Regions from separate parts of the Zea mays genome. Here all the other regions are linked to region 2. The links are chromatin contacts, called in public Hi-C maps. All regions are on one chromosome and are shown on one strand. Each heading gives the region's core, a stretch centred on a gene start, on an enhancer-like site or on the middle of the called end of the contact. The rest is flanking DNA. Distances are from core to core; before and after follow the strand shown. Region 1 holds the start of LOC100276014. Region 2 holds the start of LOC103639593 (VAN3-binding protein). Region 3 holds the start of LOC100502213.

The links. A called contact is a pair of places that touch in the nucleus more often than the background predicts.
Region 1: a contact with region 2 is called in a Hi-C map of tassel, with 2.2 times the contacts expected there. The contact joins the promoter of LOC100276014 here to the promoter of LOC103639593 in region 2. A contact is called at or near these places in 4 of 25 Hi-C or Micro-C datasets (ear, leaf and tassel).
Region 3: a contact with region 2 is called in a Hi-C map of tassel, with 2.6 times the contacts expected there. The contact joins the promoter of LOC100502213 here to the promoter of LOC103639593 in region 2. A contact is called at or near these places in 2 of 25 Hi-C or Micro-C datasets (ear and tassel).

Annotation. Positions count from the first base shown.
Region 1 is chr1:153,059,818-153,063,926 of Zm-B73-REFERENCE-NAM-5.0, forward strand. It overlaps LOC100276014, which reads right to left and starts at 1,769. Exons shown (of 6, transcript XM_035964112.1): 1 at 1,502-1,769; 2 at 1,309-1,418; 3 at 414-490; 4 at 56-100. The coding sequence starts at 467. It also overlaps the pseudogene LOC103644966.
Region 2 is chr1:153,457,262-153,461,311 of Zm-B73-REFERENCE-NAM-5.0, forward strand. LOC103639593 (VAN3-binding protein) reads left to right here and starts at 1,732. Exons shown (of 7, transcript XM_008662325.4): 1 at 1,732-2,140; 2 at 2,666-2,776. The coding sequence starts at 1,841.
Region 3 is chr1:153,861,365-153,865,687 of Zm-B73-REFERENCE-NAM-5.0, forward strand. LOC100502213 reads left to right here and starts at 2,064. Exons shown (of 9, transcript NM_001363234.1): 1 at 2,064-2,321; 2 at 2,996-3,086; 3 at 3,203-4,323. The coding sequence starts at 2,160.

The DNA.
Region 1 (4,109 bases), core at 519-3,018, 400 kb before region 2:
ATCACAACTTCATGGTGGAGAGCAATGGTAAATTTTCAGATAAAAATATGCATACCTGATGGCCAATATACTTCGCCCTCCGTAAGCATTCACGATATAACTACATCATGAAAAAGGAGAGAACAATAAATGGAAAAAAAATGTTTTTTCTCCAGCATCGACTATGATTTTGTTTTGTTTCATTCATGACAATTTTTAATAAAAGTAACAAAAAACTAGGCTACAGGGTGCATATTAGATGTGTCTTCTGGAAAAGCTGAAGCTAGAATTTAGGGTAACTGATGCAAATGAATGAAGCCTGATGACTGACTATTCATTAACAGTACAACAGTACAAGTTGATTTGAAAGTTGGCCGTGACCCATAATACAAGGAGACCACAGCAAAAAGCAAAAGGTGCAAAAGAAACGTTACCCTGAGCACATTATCAGCAAGTTCTGGAGGCAATGCTTTCTGGAGTGAAGGCATCTCCTTTAATGTTGTGGTAATAACTGAAAAGGTATAAGAAATCGCTTTCATCAATAATATGCACATAGACAATAGATTAGAACAAGATACCAACATAATAATAAAATGTGGCCAGAAAACTTCAGTGCAATGATGTTTAAATTGCGCCAGTAAAGCGGTAAAAATACATGTTTTTTTTGCAGGAAGTGGTAAAACATATTACAAGAAGATGACAGGAAAGAATATAAAACTCACCAGTTGACGTACAAATAAAACTTATTTATCAACAAATTGAAAGAACTAGGCCCAAAATATGATAGTTCCAAGAGATAGCAGAGGACCCATCCAACCAACACATGGGCCTTCTGTGCCGCTCTATTGATGAATGCAAGTAAATTGCAACATCTCAACATCCATGAAGTCACCTAGGCCTCATCAAGTCAGGCAACTACTGAACCAAAAATAAGCAGCTAGCATGACTATTGAACAAAAAAAAGGAAAATCTCAAGTATGCAGGAGAGCTGTGCATCAAAAGCACAACAGAGTCCCCCCAACCCCCAACGCAGAACGGGACCTCGTTGGTCCGACCGGCTCGCCCAACTATGCAGCACGGATACGGCATTTTTCTAAACATTTCCGATATGTAGATACGTTTTATATTTTTTAAAATACATAATTAATAATAAATATTAAAATAAAATAAAAAAGCTGCAAGCAAATTTATCTTGCACATTAAGTCGCCTGTTGTCTCCAATCTACCAATCCCCATGTCCACATCTTCCAAATATCAACAGACAACAGTAGTCAGCAGATCAATACTTCAGCACGCAGCAAGAGGAAGCGAGGAAAGCAAGCTAGCTACCTACCGTCTCCGCCTGGCGCCTAGACGTGGCGGTGCGTGCCTGCGTAGGCTCCTTGCGGGGCGGCGACTCGTCGCCGGCGAGCGCTCCAGCTGTGGCTCCGGCGCGCTAGCTGCGGCCACGAGCACGATAAGGCGTCCGTCTACCTCCGGCAGCAACAGACTTGACCAGGCGATTGGATTCGGGGCGACGCACCCAAGCGATGGGATGGAGTGCAAGCCGCCGCCCGCTCCTCTGGCTCCAATAATGTGAAGGAGGCCAGCAGCCCAGGAGGGAGCGCCCGCGGGCCTCCGGGCGTCTAGGCAGCTGGCGACTCTGCGACCGGCGTAGTGGCGGCTGGAGCTAGAGGGAGGCGTAGTGGCGGCTGGAGATTGTGGGAGGACTGGCGACTCTACGTCGGGACGGAACGTGACCTGATGGGCCGCCTATTCGCTGTAGTAACTGGGCCGCGCAGATCCGCCTCTGAACGTGGACCTACGAGTATTATAATAGAACTAGGTAAATACCGTACGTTGCAACGAGAAAAAATAGTGCAATAATTACATATGTGACCATGTTATGTTGTTAATCAATATTATGGTGCCTCTAGAATTTTATAGAGACAATTAGTTGTAACCTTAAAGGTTGGGAATTGTTGATGTTCTTGATTCTAACTGCGCTCCATACTTGCTTGCCGGATTCATCTGTGGCTTGAATCTTGGATGTGAGGAGAAAATGACATGTTGATAGAAAGTCAATAACAAAGCAATGTCTTAAGGTACCAATGCCAATTAGCACAAGACGAAATGGTAAAATAGTCAGACAGTATGATTTTGATGAACACAGACAAATCAATAAAATTATCTCTAAAAAGATTGCGGGGCATTTCAACCACACAACTACACCATTTAATTAGATGAAGTCTTATAAATAATATGTACCTCTCGTCTTCGGGGTCGTGTGCAGGCATGGTGAGGGCCATGGCCGGAGCGAAGATTGGGGCGTGGTGCGACGGCATAGGCTTCTTCTTCGGGAATAGGGGCAAAGAAATATTGTAGACGTCACGTTTAATATATACAGTTGGAGCTTGGAGGATCTAAAAAGTACCTAACCTGAATATCTATAAAAGAAGCCTCATGATATTGATCTCAACTTTACTTACTGATATGATAACCAAGAGTAAGATAGGTGGTTGTAAAAAAGAGTGCAGCCAAGTCTTACTAAATTCTCCACAAAAAGTAGAAAGAAAATCCTATTAGGCTACCAAAGAGAAGGCTGGTACAAAAAAGACCGCAGTTGGCACAGAGAACCACTGAAGAAGAGTATAAACACCAACACAATCAACACAATGAAGTAATAGAAAAGATGACTAAAAGAGTAGAGAAGTCAAAAAAACATTGATTATAGTAACTACAGTATTCAAATTCATTACCATGGCTACTGAAGAAAAAGATGTATAAGACGATGGAGCTTGAGCTTCCATAACACCCAGAGTATCACCATGATAGGAACCATTTAGAACAAGTACCTAGAAAGGAATCATTAAGAATATATTAGAATGCACAAAATGAGCATTTACAGTTAATTACACAATATTTATATTAATTTGTCCCCTGTAAATACTAAATTACATATGAAATATAATAAATGAGATAAACACAGGGCTATGGTGATCAACCAAGGTTGATGGTGGTGAAGAATAAACATAAAACATTCTCTGACTATGAATTGTTTAGTAGTTCAGTCAATGATTAAGCAACGAAGACAAAGGATGTTTAGTATGGCCATAACATACCTTCAACTTAATGTTTCTTTCATTTCTTGTACTATTTTCACTACTGGCCATAATTCCATGATCAAGAGAAAATTTACGAAATGCAATCTTCAGAGCAATTTCAATTGTAGTGGATCCATTGTCTGAATAATAGACTCGAGAAGCCCAACATGAGAAAAAGGGCACACTTCCAAAAGATAATTATGCACCGTTGGTGTGTGTACTCTATCTGAGCACGATAGATGTGTTCATGTTTAAGATATCAATGTTAGGTATAAGTATTTTTTTCTGGTATCTTAAGCTGGCTAGATGCATGGGGATCTGAACAGCACAGACACTGAAGGTTTCTCTAGAGAACCAACTTGACTCCTCAAATAGTTAAACTACAGGGCTAATGAGAATTTGGTCGATCTAGTTTAATTTTACTTTTTTTTGCAATCATATAGGCAGCGATGTGTTCATCAATTCATTTTGATCCCACCGATGCTAGCTTTCATGGCGAATAAATAAATTAGGCTCAGTTACAAGTGTAGGTAGCAATATACAATTATCAAGTGACATTGCCAATATATGTAATGCCTGTAGTATTCCTATAGTAACCAACAAAGTATCAAAGAGCTAGCATCCTATTATTGGAAGGAGTGAAGAAATAAAGTAAAAGCAAAATAGAAAAGAAAGGTAGCTTTTAAAATACATAATAGAATTATGCAAATTAGTTACAGCTAGATATATACACTTCATTTGATTATCTCGCGTTAACTGTCGCTGGCTTATTTATAAATGTCCACCCAATATCTGATGACCAAACTCCATTATTGTAAACTTATTGTATTTGCACATTTTTGCTATTTTAGAGTTATCAGTTTATCGTTGAGTTCTAAAATTTTGACCATTGGATTTGTATATCAGTCACTTAAGCCACTTAATTTTAACCATCTGTTCATTTGGACCAACAGTTAATGCTCCACCATTGCCCGCTAATGTCTGGCTAGCTAGCATTCTTGGCCTAGTGCATGTCTGTAACTATGAACTACACATGCACTTCGTAGT
Region 2 (4,050 bases), core at 482-2,981:
TCCGATTTGATATTTAAATGTTATAGTGTAAAATTTAGAGCACATTGTCACCTCTAACTGCACCAGACACCAGCCACACATGATTAATGGGGCTGATCTGCCCGTAACAAGCAAAACTAAATATTCAACCATTCAAGGTTTAGTTGAGTATTCGAGTTTTACTTCAGAGTACAACATGAACAAATATTCATACATTCAAGATTCTTGGGTCGTTCAAGGTTTAGTTCAAAGTACAACGCGAACAAATATTCAGTTTATTACTTCAAACATTAAAGGTTTAATTCATCCATTATTCAAGATTTACTTCAACATACAACAAGAACAAACACACAATCATTCAAGGTTTACTTCAATATACATGAGCAACAAATACTTGGCCACTCAAGGTTTACTTCAGTCGTCAGCAATTCAAGGTGATGAGTCAAGGATAGGAGACAGTCGTTGTGGTGGGCCAGTGCGTCGAAGAAGTTAATTCATAGCAACTCAATCCACATAATTTAGTCGTTTTGAGTTTGTCCTAAGTCAAACTATTTTTACTTTGACCAATAATATATTGTTGAGCACCATATCTGGCACCTGGCACGGATGGTTGGTGCCCTATGGCTCGAACGGTCCGTGCACCCGCGACCAGATTAGCACGGGCGAGAGTACTTATCACATGTGTGGTTATCCTAACCTATCCATGAGAATCTGTTGGATCTAGCCTAAGAATAGGTCTAGACCTCCTCCACTATAAATATAAAGGGGTACGACCGATTGAGAACTACCAAACACATTTCAATCGAACCAATTTACTTTATCTACCTTTCATTAACAAACATGCCCTAGGAGTAGGTGTAGCGTGTTCTAGTTGTAGCTTTCCGCATATCCACCTCCACCCATATTTGACTCTACATCGTCTAAATCCGTCGTGGGTGGCCTGCCGACCCCAAGATGATCCTAGTATCTTGCCATTTCACTCAAGATCTCTTCCTTGACTTGATTTTTTTAATTCTTAGACGACTCTACATCGTTTAGGGACGTCTCGGGTGACCTATCGACCTAGAGCACCTAAAGTTCTCTCTTCGGTAGACGAGATCTAAGTTCCTGTGAGGAGGAAGGCGACCCTGCACCATCACGGACCATCCAACCTAGAGTTGGATCGTCTGGAGCGATGTAGGAAAGGAGTCGAATTTTAATAGTGGCATTGAACCAAATTTTGGTTGTTCGAAATGGTAGACTTTGACAATTGTTATGATTATTGAGTTGATATTTGATAGCATCATTAAACAATGACCTATGCGTCCTCTATTGCAATCTATTGCAACGCACAAATATATACCTAATATATTATCTAAATTAATATTACCTTCACCTGTACACGGGTAATGCATATACTCCAGCGCGACCATCCATTCTTGTATCAGCATGGATAAGAGAATGATCATTGATCCTAATACAAAGCCCAACCAACAATGACTTCCCTTCGTTCCCAGCACCTTTATTTTAATTAATAGCCCAACAAACTTCCTAAAAACAGAGAGACGCTAAGCTGATCAACGACCCGGACTTTTGGATCATCCGCCCGTTCGTTCATCTGACATCACCCAACTCAAGTGTAATAAGCCAAGACAAGGACAAGTAAAGCTGGCCTAGTCGCCACTCGCGGTCTCACTCAAGTCTCAACAGACCACACTCACGGTCTCACACTCTCACTATAAAACGCACCCCCCGCTTCCCAAAAGCAACCTCCGCTCCCCCTCGCCACTCGCCACTCGCCACCACAGCCCCCGCGCGCTGTAAGCCCCACGCGCGACACGACCGCGCGCACGCGGAGCAAGCAACCGTCCAGGCTCCCACCATGACCGACGCGGGCGCCGCCAGGGCCAGGAGGCCGGGCGGCGGCGGCGACGGGGACCTCCCGCTCCGCCCGCCGGAGCCGCCGCGGGACCCGCTGGAGTTCCTGTCCCGCTCCTGGAGCGTGTCGTCGTCCGCGGCCGACGACGTCTCCCGTGCGCTCGCGCCCGCGCTGGCCTCCGGGGCCGCCATCGCCGAGGACGTCGCCGGGGAGCTCGACGCCGCCTCCGGGTCCTCCTTCTCCTTCGCGTCCGCCGCCACCTCGCAGCTCGTCTTGGACCGGATCATGGCGCCGACGTCGGTGGTACGTGCGTGTGCCTCCTTCGCCACTTTTTTCCTCATCCATTCTCATAATAATAAAAAACGGAGAAAAAAATCCGGTCTTTCTTACAAACAGAAAACAAATCCGAGTCAGCCAGGCTTCTCCTTAGATTTTTTTCCTGCCGATTTCCCGTCTTCTCCGTCTGTTCTTCATGCCGATTGCTATGCCGCCGCCGTCGCCGCCTCTGTTTAACCTAATCTAATCTATGCCACCATCAGATGCCTCTGACTCTGCCTCTACTCCTAGAGGAGTCAGAGTCAGGTGAGGACAACAAGAACCAGACAAAAAAAAAAAACTCGCCGTTTTTCCCTTTCTCCTCCTGCACCAAAAAAAAACAAAACCGACAAACGTGTGAAGTGTGATACTCATGTCCTACACTCCTACTCCTCCAGTGGCGCGCCGCGCGCTCGATCTTTGTTTTTTTTTTGGTTCCAGCAACGGCCGCGGCACTGAGTTTGAGGCTCACTGATTTGATTTCCTTGCTTGGCTTGGCTTGGCTGGACACAGGAGGTGGCGCCGCTGACCTCCGGCCGGCTCTCCCACAGCAGCGGGCCTCTCAACTGCGGCGGGTCGCTCTCCGACAGCCCGCCCGTCTCGCCGGAGATCGACGACACCAAGGTCTCCCTCTTCTAACATTCTCGGACGTTTAGAACCTGGATGGACGTGTTTCTTTCAGTTTAATCAGAACAAATTCTGCTTATTTTATTATTAATTAATTAATTAATTAATTAATTAATTAACTGCCGTGCGCTTTTTATTTGGTACTCCAATCTCTGCTCTAGCCTGGTCAGCTGGGCTTAGAAGATATGGTGCATGCCTGCATCTTTTCTTTTGTTTTAGTAATTTTTCTGAGATCGATGCTGCACATCAGTCTGCATGCCTGTACCTGTCTGTCTGACTGCTGCTTCCTGGCTTTCTCAACCACGCTGTCCGTAAGAGCTGCTCATCTGGCCGCTGCTCCCTCTGTTTGATGCTCTGTCAGCCTGCCTGCCTGCCTTAGTAAACATAGTAGTAGCAGTACTCGTTTGTTTGCTACTTGGGCTGTGCATTTGTGCAAGAACCTTGTCCTTGAGTCGAAGACAGGGTTAGTAAACTCAGGAAGGATCATTAGCATGGCATAGACTCCCTTAGCAAACTCAGAGAGCATATCCAGCCACGTCAACTATATAAATGTCCTATAATATTAAAATAAATATATATTTTATAGATTGAGAAAATCAACAAAATATTCTACTCTCCAACGATAAAGCTTCAAATCTAAACTATAGGGCAGCGCACTATGGTGAAGTATATTTAATGCACTTAAAAAAGTGCCCTATAATTTTTTAATCAAGTTTTATCAAATAAGTCATTGTGGAGTAATTTCTTTTTGTACTAGAGCACTCTATATTTTCAGTTTGAGCTATTGTTGAAGATGCTCTTATCAAACTCACTCTGTTAGTAAACACAACAAGGATCATCAGCACAACATAGACTCCCTTAGGTCTTGTTCGTTTGTGCCGGATTGGTGGATCGGAACGATTCGTAACCGGATTGCTTCTCTAATTTATATAAATTTTGATTAGCTAGAACGATTTCGGGTGCAATCCGATAGAAACGAACAAGATCTTAGTAAACTTAGCAAGGATCATCAGCATATTATAGTATCCTCACTCACACTAGGAAGCAGGAACATGGTCAAATGGATACGGTCGGTCAGCGTAGTAGTAAGTAGTAGCAGCAGCAGCATACTAGTCTGTGTGGCGGCGTGCATGTACTGGTGTGGTGGTCCTCTGCCTCACTCTGCTCTGCTGCTCGCTGCGCCCGTTGCAAACTGGAGAGAGCTAGCCAGGCCGCCGTGTCGTGTGGTCCGTGTATATGCAATACTGTAGTGGATGTGGTCCGTGTACCTG
Region 3 (4,323 bases), core at 814-3,313, 400 kb after region 2:
AAATGCACCGCACTCCTCCCCAAGGGGCGAACCCAAACTTGGCAGAGCGAGCCGCATACACCGAGCCCCATTGACGGCACGACGGCTAAGTGAACTACACCCCGGATCCTCTAATTATTCAGCTAAGGGTACCCCATTCCACCCTCATGGTTGCACTGTTTTCCCGGGCGGTCATCCATAGAACAGGTCCTTACGGAGAGGCACTCGAGAAACCGCTCGAGTCCCCTTGAAAACCACAAGTATATCATAAAGAAGAACGGGAAAACAGCGTATCATAGATAATCACATCATGTTCATTGATTAGAGTTGAGCAATAGCATCAGACTAAGTAGTAATAATCCGACCCAAATAGGTAAACAAGGACATGGATAACAAAAGCTAGTCAATCCTTAGGTATAAATGTGTAATGCGGGAGGTGAATTAAAGAATGAATAGGACATAGATAGGTCAAAGGACACTTGCCTCCACCAAACGACTGCTGCTCAGGGGCTTCTCCTGCGGGTTCCTCGGGCTCTTCGACCGGATCGTTCTCTATGCGAGCGCAAACATACATACATACATCCACATATTTAATACAAAAGAACAGTACACCATACAAGATAACAAATAAAGCGAATATGCATCAAGTATGACATTCGATAACGCATTTGTTATGGTTAGAAAGAAACGGGAAAGGTCTCGCAGGGGGGTTAAATCTTATGCACTAACGATCACTTACAAATGGTTCTTAACAAAAGAATTCTGTTACATATATTTATATATACTGATGGAAACCTAATCACTTTTAGTTGATCAACATTGCACAGGGTAAACAATTAACTACGTGAATCAATAGCATAACGGAATTTTAAATTAAACTTCCTATTTCCCATAGCATAAACAGTGATTAGCCTACTTAAAATACAGTAATTATGATCACAGAAAGTAAATAAAATAAAATAAAAAAAAATAAAAAAACAGAAGGGGGGGGGCGGTTGAACCGGCCCTAGGGCGGTTGAACCGGCCCTAGGCGGGGCGCGGGCGCGGGCGGCGCAGGGGGGCGGCCGAGCAGGGGGGCGGGGCGGCCGAGCCGCTGGGCGCAGGGGCGGCCGAACCGGCGGGCAGGGAGGCGGCGCAGGGGGCGGCCGAGCCGGGGGGCGGGGCGGCCGAACCGGCGGGCAGGGAGGCGGCCGAACCGGCCATGGGGAAAGGGGGGAGGGGATGGGGGAGGGAGGAGAGGGGGAGGGGGAAGCTCACCGGCGACGGGGACGGGGCGGCCGAGCGGGGCGGCCGAACGGCGACGGGGAGGGGCGGCGGCCTAGGCAGGGGCGGCGGCTAGGGCAGGGGGCGGGTAGGGGGCGGCGGCTTGGGTGGGGAGGGAGAAAATGAGGGGGGAGAGGGAGAGGGTTAGGGGATAAGGGAAAGAGGGGGAGGGGCGGCTGGGCCTACTAGGCCCAAGAGGGGGGCGCCAGGGGGCGGCTGGGCCGGCCGGGGTCGGCCCACGGCGCGGGAGAGAGAGAAAAAAAAAGGAGAGAGAAAGAGAGAGAGAAAAGAGAAAGAAAAGAGAAAGAAAACATTTTCGAAATCCGATCTTTCTACATGAATGCATTTGCACTTTCAAAGCAATCAAAAGAAATGCAAGGTTCGGCATGGTGCATCAAACAACATAAAGTATTTAGGGTTTTTATACATACGGGAATTCCAAACCGAATCCCGCTAGAACTTTGGAAAAGGTCAAGGTTTAGCGAGGGAAAAAGAAAAAGAAAAGGTAACGCCCGAATTTTGGCGAGTAAAGAAAAGAAAAAAAATTCAACTGCAAAAATTCGGGGCGTTACACGTGCTGTGTTCGTGTCATATTAAAATAGTCGTGTTTCGTGCTGGCCCATATAGCCCGGCCCGTTTGGCAACCTATAGCGTGAGCCCCGAAAATCCGACGGCCCCGCAGACAAAAAACGTGGGAATTGGAATCCCTCTCGCGCCCACGGGGCCACGCCGCCGCCCTCTCTGGCTCTCTCCATACTTGCGGGCCCCACCGGTCAGGATCTCGGCGCCTACGACAAAAAAAAAATCGTAGCTGCTTTCCCCTACCCTTTCCGTTCTCGGAGGACGAGGGCGCGACGGCACGCGGCGAAAACGACGCGGCCGCGTCGCCAAAACCGTCGCCTCGCTTCCTCCCTCCCATGACGGGCTCGAAACCCGCGCCCGCCGCCTCGCAGAACCCTAGCGCGGTCCCGCATCGTCGTCCTCCTCCTCCTCCTCCTCCTCCTCCTCCGCCGCCGGTGACAGCGGTTGCGAGGGTGCGCGAAGAAGGCGAGCTCTCCTCCGGCGCCGACGACGACGAGGTGAGCTCTCGCGCCTTCTCGACCCGCGCTCGCTCGCTCGTCCCCGGATCTAGCTGCTTCAGCTCTATCGCGTCCGCTCTACAGTTGCTTGCCGTTGACGCTTTTGACTCGTCCCGCGGCTAGGGTACCGAACTTGGATTGGCGGTGCTGGATGCTTCCTTGCTTAGGTGTTCTGATGAAGCGTGCTTGATTTGTAGCTTGGCGAATTGTTGGGGGATGGACGCGCTGTTGTGGCACTGGCTGTGGCTCTAAGACCTGGCAGCGACCGGAAGAGGGCTTCCAGTATGGGAATGGGATTGGATGCATGCTTAGAAGCTCGTTGTTCGGTGTTTAGGAGTTAGGACTATGACAACCATCTAGGGCTTAAATGCGATCTGATTCTGCTGTTATGGTTGAGCTGCCTTGAAGTTGTAGTTGCCAAGTCGGTGTTGTTGGTTTGGGTACTGTACGGTGTACATGACTGGCGCTTTAAGTGCTGTGAGATTCTGATTGATCTATTTATGCACTGCATTTATCGATTTCTCATATTTAGCATGTACATACATGATTGCATATCTGTCACCCTTTTGTGTTATGTACCTATGTATGAACATACCAATGCATTTATTGCCGATACGTGAGCTTAGATTTGCAACATTTGTCGCTTATCATACTCATTAAATTGCTTCGAACAGACTCTGCAAACTCAGCTAGGTGCCGCATCCATTCTTGGGAAGTTTGTGGAGGCTGGATCTCAAGTGCCATCGGCAAGTCTCCTCGGTAAAGGTGATTAGCGATCCTGTGTTTCATGTTTTATGCCAGTTTCCTTCCATGTATTGATGGCCTGCTTCTTTACTGATCTGGCTGCGTTACCTGATACCTCTTATTCTCTGACTTAATAGGCAGTAACACCTTGATTGTCTCAAATGCTCTGAATCATAAAGCGTCTGCTCCAAGTTACAAGAAGATCATGAGGGTGAATCAGGGGCAATTCAAACCTGGCACTAACCGGAATCTTTCATGGCAGAAGCCTGTGTCAAGTGATAACCTTCTGATAACTTTCTCAGATGATGATAGTGGGGCAGACTCTGGGAAGACAGGGCGAGATAAAGTTAGGAAGGCTAGCTCTCAAGGTACACAGAGAACAGGGAACAGTATGCAAACTAGGATCATGAGAGAGGAAGTATCTCAGCAGAAAAACCTTGGTTCAAAAGTAGGTCCTGCACACTTGCCTGCTTTTCCATTCACACATAGAAATGTTGGGGCCGGCAGGGCATCAGGTAATACCTTTTTCAGGAAAGAGCTGCCTGTCCGCCAAGTTAATCCTCTAAAGTCTAAACAGAAAGTTCAAAATGGGGTAGGAGTACATTCTGAAGATCATAGGTTAGAAATCTTGCGCCATAAGATAGCTGCTAAAGAAAATGAACTAAAAGGTCAAAAAAGACCTTTGTCCGCTGTTGCTACAAAGAATGCAGATTTTTCTTCCAATCAGCCAAGGCTGCCATCTGAAAAGATAAGGCTTGAAGCTTCCAGCATTGGTGAATATTCACGCTTTAATAGTCTGTCTGAACATAGTGGAGGACCAAATAAAAGGTTGAAGCTCAATCAGCAGTACAACCAATTTTGTAGTGACCTGACACCATTGGCACCTATTGGTTCTATATCAGGAAAAACCAATGTGCAATCTTCAGAAGTGACAAATCGGTCTGAAAATGGAATTACTATGAACCTTAATGTTAATGAAACAGATACAACAGACACAACAGAACTTGCAGATCAAATACAACAAGGTGGGGCAACTAAGAGCCTACGTCACCACAAAGATTCAGGAGGTGCTGAGAACCATGTTATGCTTGAGTCACATGATGGGCTTGCAGCACAACCACCATTTACTGACACACAAACTATACCAGAAGATACAAGTGCGTTGGCCCCTGTGACGTCAGCCCAAGCTAGGCAACAGGTACTGGCTGTTGGTACTTCACCTGTGTTAGACGGAACACCACAATTGCAACCTGGAAAG